2 separate regions of the Sus scrofa genome follow, and region 2 is linked to region 1. Evidence: chromatin contacts called from public HiChIP or PLAC-seq data. All regions are on one chromosome and are shown on one strand. Each heading gives the region's core, a stretch centred on a gene start, on an enhancer-like site or on the middle of the called end of the contact. The rest is flanking DNA. Distances are from core to core; before and after follow the strand shown.

The links. HiChIP or PLAC-seq counts read pairs in DNA pulled down with a chosen protein or histone mark.
Region 2: a contact with region 1 is called in an H3K27ac HiChIP or PLAC-seq map of alveolar macrophages. The contact joins the promoter of CXCL2 here to the enhancer-like site in region 1. A contact is called at or near these places in 1 of 5 promoter capture datasets (liver), 15 of 47 Hi-C or Micro-C datasets (adipose tissue, alveolar macrophages, embryonic fibroblasts and 9 more) and 2 of 2 datasets of contacts at active chromatin or transcription factors (alveolar macrophages and skeletal muscle).

The regions. Positions count from the first base shown.
Region 1 is chr8:69,916,761-69,920,109 of Sscrofa11.1, forward strand. No RefSeq gene overlaps it. Among named protein-coding and RNA genes, the nearest start is that of CXCL8, 14 kb to the right of the region's middle. Within about 2 kb of position 1,486, at least 15 of the 83 cell types and tissues checked have an H3K27ac peak or open chromatin away from gene starts, as enhancers often do. A contact at or near this core is called in adipose tissue, alveolar macrophages, embryonic fibroblasts and 2 more, where this site is marked.
Region 2 is chr8:70,155,784-70,159,132 of Sscrofa11.1, forward strand. CXCL2 (chemokine (C-X-C motif) ligand 2) reads left to right here and starts at 1,470. Exons shown (of 4, transcript NM_001001861.2): 1 at 1,470-1,601; 2 at 1,706-1,829; 3 at 1,941-2,024; 4 at 2,628-3,349. The coding sequence starts at 1,502. The coding sequence ends at 2,643.

The sequences.
Region 1 (3,349 bases), core at 236-2,735:
GTAAAAATGAAACCAGAAGAATTTGGGAAAGCAGCCCTTTGGTTCCTGGCTTTATGTGTTTATGAAAAGTTGAATGAAAAATTGTTTAACCTGAGTTGGGTAAATTTAGATTTAGATTGGATATGCCATCTGTACGGTTTGGGGGGGAAACAGATGGAACAGAATTGGTCCCAGGAGAGTTTTATTAGGTCACTTCCAAAGGGGATTATCTTTCCATGACATTATATTTTCCTAAACAGAGGATTCTTCCTTTCTTGCTCCCTACCTTGTACCAGAAATACAGATATTTGCATGGGGGAAATTTTTACCAATATTTTTAAGATAAACATTATGCGATTTCCTCTCTATCTTTTTGTGCCTATTAATAGCAAAGTTAATCAGAGACGTTTGTACAAAAGATGCTTTTAGCCTTAGGAAAACAATGCCTTATTATTTCTGAGTTCAGAGGCATCTGTGAGAGAAAATTCATTGAGGATTTAAAGGGGATTTAAAGGGAGATTTCCAAAATCCTCAGGAAATTCCCCACGTGGTCAAGGGGCTCATACTCATGACTCCTGCAGTGTGTCTGCAAACGGCACTGCACAGGAATTTCTACTGAGTCATGCTGCGGGAATACTTCACTGAGGAGCCTGCAGAGGAAGCAGCCTGTGGCTGGTCATGGTTAGCACTAGGCTGCTGAGTCAGGACTCCTGGAAGGGGCCCTCTGTTCAGGAGATATTTTAGGTGTTCAGCGTATGCAAGGGTCTTAGGATTCATTTCAGACTCTCTTGTACAGAAATCACCGACCAGAAGAGAGAAACAGCAGAAATCCCTTAGGCTACAATACATTAGGCTAGAGTTGTGGGGCTTAAAGTTTGTTCTCTGGATAGCAACATCTCGGACCTTGTAGAAATGTGCGCTCTAACCCCCACCCCTACCAGGTGAAACAGAAACTCTAGGAGTAGAGTTATAAGATTTGTGTTTCAGCAAGCTTCCAGGTGATTCTGCTGTGCCTGGGAGGCTGGAGGTAGCTCACAGAGTGAGGGGGCAGCAGATTGGGAGACCTGAAGCCAGAGGGGGCAGTCTGAAGGTGAGCTGGAGGCGATGCTGTTGCCTAGACTTTGTAAAGGACCAGTGGGTTTGCAGAGTGAAAAATGGAGTGGGGTCGGGTGGGTGGAGGAAGGGTGTTCAGACCCAGACAGAGTGTGCTCTGGGCTCAAAGAGCTTAGACTGGAAGGACTGACATCAAGGGAGGGAGAGACAGACAGACCCAGAGAGTCTGGAGACCCCCAGAGGTGCCCAGGGGAGACGGATTTTTCTCAAGCCAAGGATTGTCAGCTCTATCTTGAAGATCACTGAAGATTAAAACCAGAGAAAGACATGGTTAGATTTGCATTTTAGAAAGTTCAGGAGCTCCTGCGTGGTGCAATGGGGTCTGTGGTGTCTTGGGAGCCCTGGGATAAGGGTTTGATTCCCGGCCCCGCACAGGGGGTTAAGGATCCAGTATTGTCATAAATGCAGCTTAGGTTGTGATTGTGGCTTGGATCTGGTCCCTGGCCTGGGAACTCCATATGCTGTGGGGTGGCCAAAAAAGAAAAAAAAAAGTTCACTTGGTGAGATGAGTGGCTGGTGGAAGGATGAGGCTTGAGGTTAGACCAGTGAGCTGATTTCTGTGGTGATCCAGACCAGAGCAAGAGGGCCCAGCTTGGTATGGTGGAGAAGGGAAAGGGCCCCAAATAAAGATGTTTAAAAAAGTGACTTGTGACTAGGTCACTGTTCAGCAGAAATCAGCACAACATTGTATGTACTGACAGCAAATGCTGACAAGAGGAGTTCCCGTTGTGGCTCAGTGGTTGGCGAATCCGACTAGGAACCACAAGGTTGTGGGTTCGATCCCTGGCCTTGCTCAGTGGGTTAAGGATCCAGTGTTGTCATGAGCTGTGGTGTAGGTTGCAGACACAGCTCGGATCCTGTGTTGCTGTGGCTGTGGTGTAGGCCAGCAGCTGCAGCTCTGATTGGACCCCTAGCCTGGGAACCTCCATATGGCGCGAGAAGCAGCCCTAGAAAAGGCAAAAAGATAAAAAAAAAAAAAAATGCAGAATACAAGGTGAAATAAACAGAACAGACAGTTGGCTGTACAGTTCAATACAAATTTTGAGATATAGGCTAATAAAAATAAGCACATCATTGGAACATTTGTATCAACATTTTTATCTCTCAGGGGTGAGATGACAGATAATTTTTAGTGTCTTCTTTATATTTTCTTTATTGCCCATTTTTTCTTTTCTTTTCTTTTCTTTTTTTGTTTTTTGTGATTTCTTGGGCCGATCCCATGGCATATGGAGGTTCCCAGGCTAGGGGTCAAATTGGAGCTGTAGCCACCTGCCTTTGCCAGAGTCACAGCAATGGGGGATTCGAGCCGCGTCTGCAGCCTACACCACAGCTCAGGGCAACGCTGGATCGTCAACCCACTGAGCAAGGCCAGGGATTGAACCCACAACCTCATGGTTCCTAGTCGGATTCGTCAACCACTGCGGCATGATGGCAACTCCTATTGCCCATATTTTCTAATACTGAATGTGAATTATATTTATCATCAGGAGCAATAAATGCTGGGGAGGAAGGAAGGAAGGTAAAAAAGGATAGAGGGAGAGAGGAAAGGTCTTACTTGAGGAATAAATGGGATGCTGTATGGAAAGTCAGAATGAGGACATAAACAGGGAGTCTTAAATTTAATCTGTTTTAAAATTGCCCGTTAAGCAGTCCTGACAGGTATGGCACCGAGCTCAGACGTACAGGGGGTGGTGATGGGGGGTTGGGGGGGAGATTGGACACGTGGTGGGGGCTGAGCTGGGGGAATAAGTAGGCTTTGACCTCCCTGACAGTCCACTGGGTTAGTGAGAGTGACACATGTCACACGAAGGGGATGTGGGCCCAGGGAAGCCGTGGTCTTTGAGTCTGACCTGTTGGATGGAGGCCGCCTTACTAAAGCCGTGCCAGGGACTGGCTGCCCAGACCCCACCCCGCCCCGGGCCTGCCTCACTGATTCCGAGCATTTGCTGCTCTAGTTGTTGAGATAAGTAGATCATCTGAATGCGTTGGAACAGTGTTATGCCAAAGATTATTTATTCTTTGATGGCCTTGGAAGATACTTTTTTTTTTTTTTTTTTTTTTTTTGCTGGGCCCATTTCTCTGCTATGAGAAATGACACACAGTTCTAAAATAATAATAACAAAAATAACATAAGAAATTTACAAGGCAACAAGGTGTGCTTGCCAGGGATCTGGCATCACTAGGTGACGGTAGAAAGCTTTCATGCCATTCATGGAGAAGTAACAAGTGGCTGGAATTCCAGGAAATCATATGAATA
Region 2 (3,349 bases), core at 220-2,719, 240 kb after region 1:
TTTCTTTTTTCCAATAATTCTTTTCTCTTTGTACAAAGATTTTATCCCCAGGTTAGTTTCAGCTTATTAATACAGAAAAAGAAATTTCTATTTTATTTACTTAAAATTATTTATAGCATTTAATATATAATTTATAGTATTTAAATGTCAAAACATTTATTCATCATAACAACTCGTTGAAGTAGATACTACCCTTAAGCTCCATTTTCCAGATGAGAAACTAAGGCACAAACAGGTTGGAAGTCATGCACCATTAATCTGGGGAGCTGAATTCCTACTCTAGCAATCTAGAGCAGTCTTGCTCAGTGCCTCCCTCATCTCTATAGCATCCCCCCACCTGCTTCCCACGGGATATGTCCATAGCTCTCACAGATCTGCATTCAGAATCACACCTAAACCATCTGAAACCTACCTGAATATAATCCAACAAAAGACATTACAACTAAGGATGAAAATGACACAATGACAAAGTCTCCAGTTAATAGCTTGAAATGCCTCATTAGAAGTCAGTAGAAATAAAATTTGACTGTGATTCTTTCTCTAGAGAGGAAATCAAATCACTAGAAGCAGGAAAGGCCATAGAACAAGGAAATGAAATGAGATTTGTGACCATAAACAAGGAACGGAGATGCGATGCGTGATCTAGCTCTAAGCTACTTCCCAGGAACACGATTTTTTTGTTTTTGTTTTGTTTTGTTGCTGCTTGGATGAGCAAAGCGTGCTGCTCACACTACGCATCCGCTCTTGATTTCTATTACCTGTTTTATTCTTGGACAAAACTAGAAACCGTGGACCTGTGAGCTCTCCTCGCAACAGATCCAAACATTAATCCGTATTTTAAGGATTAATCAACACCCTCGACACCAAAAAGGTGGTATTCATGGACTTACTCGAGCTGTGGAAGTTCCAGAATTTCCCAGAGAAAGGAAGCTAAGTGGGATTACAACACTTTGTTCCGCATTAAACACTGAATTCAATTTTTGATACTGATCGTCCCCTCACCCATGAGGGACGCTGTGACACAAAGTGTGATTTATCTGTGCTTTTAAAATACCAGGAAGTAGGGGAACTTTCTAATGTATAATATGCTAAAACTGTGTTATAACAGTGTATTTAGGCGGACGTAAATAAAATCATCAAACCCCAAGATACTTATGCGTAAAGAGCACACGCAAGTTCTCTCTGCTTCCCCCCTCAACCTTAATAACTAACGTTCGTCACAGATGCCTCTCTCCACTAAGTTGTGACTCCCCCCGTGGGGATTTGGGCACAAAGATGACACTTCCAAAGCAAGAATTACGCGGGAGGAGGGCGGGGCTGCGCCTTCCTTCCGGACCCAGGAATGACCCGCGCATCAGGGAATTTCCCTGGCCTGGGGCTGCCAGCTCCAGTCCCATCAGAATAAAAGGCGTTCGCACCGCTCAGGGAGCCACAGAACCCGCTCCACCAGCACTCCCTCCAGCCCACCTGCAGCAGACAGCCACCCTCCGAGCTAAGCCCCATGGCCCGCGCCGCGATCGCCGCCTCCCCCTGCGCCCCGCGCTTCCTCCGCGCTGCGCTGCTGCTCCTGCTTCTAGTGGCCGCTGGCCGGCGCACAGCAGGTGAGACTCGGCGCCTGGCATCCCCAGGCCGGACGCGGGGACGGGTAAGGGGGGGAGACGCCCGTCGGAGAACACCCCACTAACCGAATCTGTCTTCCTGGCAGGGGCCCCCGTGGGCGGCGAACTGCGCTGCCAGTGCCTGCAGACGGTGCAAGGAATTCACCTCAAGAACATCCAGGACCTGAAGGTGACGTCCCCGGGACCCCACTGTGACCAAACGGAAGTCATGTAAGCTTCCCTGCCCGCCGCTGTCCTTGTCACCCCCAGCGTCCCAACGCCCCAACCCTGACTCCCCAGCCCGACCTCCTGCCTCACATGGATTCTCCCTGCTCTCTGCAGAGCCACTCTCAAGAATGGTCAGGAAGTTTGTCTCAACCCCTCAGCCCCCATGGTGAAGAAAATCATCGAGAAGATGCTAAACAAGTGAGTTATAGTTTTTATTCACTCGTGTGAGTAGAGTCATTCTGTCTCCTGCAAATTATACCAGAGAAACCCACGATTTAGGTGCAGGGCTGAAAATCATGATTATTTCACCATTCATTTGCTATTAAGGTCATTAATCTGCTCTGGTGTCAGAAGGATATTTCCAGAGCCTTGCATCCTCAGCCCATTCTCCATCCCCAGTCAGATGAGTGTGACCAAATGTATGTCCCTAAAAGATTAAGTAGATTTATTTAGCCAGTGGTGCTAAAATGGCTAAAGAGAGGTTCCACTCTTTATTATTCCTTTAACCCCAGGGACAGTACTTAACCTAAGTCTCAATAACACGGGAAAAATAATAAAGCTGCTTCATGGGGTTTGATCCAAGGCTTAAGTGATGTCATGTATGCCCAATGTGGCATTATCTTCTGGCTTTCTGAAGCTAATAATAAGATTGTAACCACAGGCACCTTATTCTCAATTAAACAGCTTCTAGAAGCTGGCATTTTCTGCTACACATGGCAGCAGTGGTCTAGGTAGCACTTGGTACAGGGTTTTGAGGTCAGCTTTTAAGTCCTACTAACATGAACCTTTTTCTCATCACAGGAGCAGTGCCAACTGATGTAGAGAGATGGAGGAAACTTACTGGCTACTGCTGTAGCTTTAGCGGAATCAAAGTGAAAGAAGAGAAGCAAATAGCCCCTGGGGCCACCTGGACTGTGTTTCATGCATTTGGCTACTTCTTATGAGATTTCTTCTATTTATTTATATGTGTATTTATTTATTTATTTTTCAAAGCTTGTATATTTAATGTGCTATCTAATATTTAAAGATATGAATGTGTTTGGCAGGTCTCTGTATTGCTATTTCGAAAGGTCATTTTTATGTTGAATCAAAGTTAGTCCAGTCTTGACTAGTATTTAATTTGAAGGTTGTGTCTCTTAAGTGCTCATCATTCATTAAACTAGTTTTTGGGTTGTCAGGATAGCACGCTGTACCATCCACTGTGATAAAAGCTGGAGACCCTGGTGGGGGATCCAGGCAAACAGGTCACTGTTAGGGTAGGGGGGGTTGTATGTGTGCATTTATACTGAAGAGAAGATTGTCGGTTGTTATTTATTGAGACAGTTTCACAGACTGTGGTAAACATTTCTGATGTTGAAGTTTTAAAAACGACAATGTTCTAAATATCCCTTGGACATTTTATGTCTTCCTTGTAAGGCATAATGCCTTGTTTAGAGTTAATTACACTGTGTTTCCGCTCTGTCCTGAAATAGAGAGGTTTGGATATTTATTGATGTAATTTTACAAATAACATGAAAATAAAA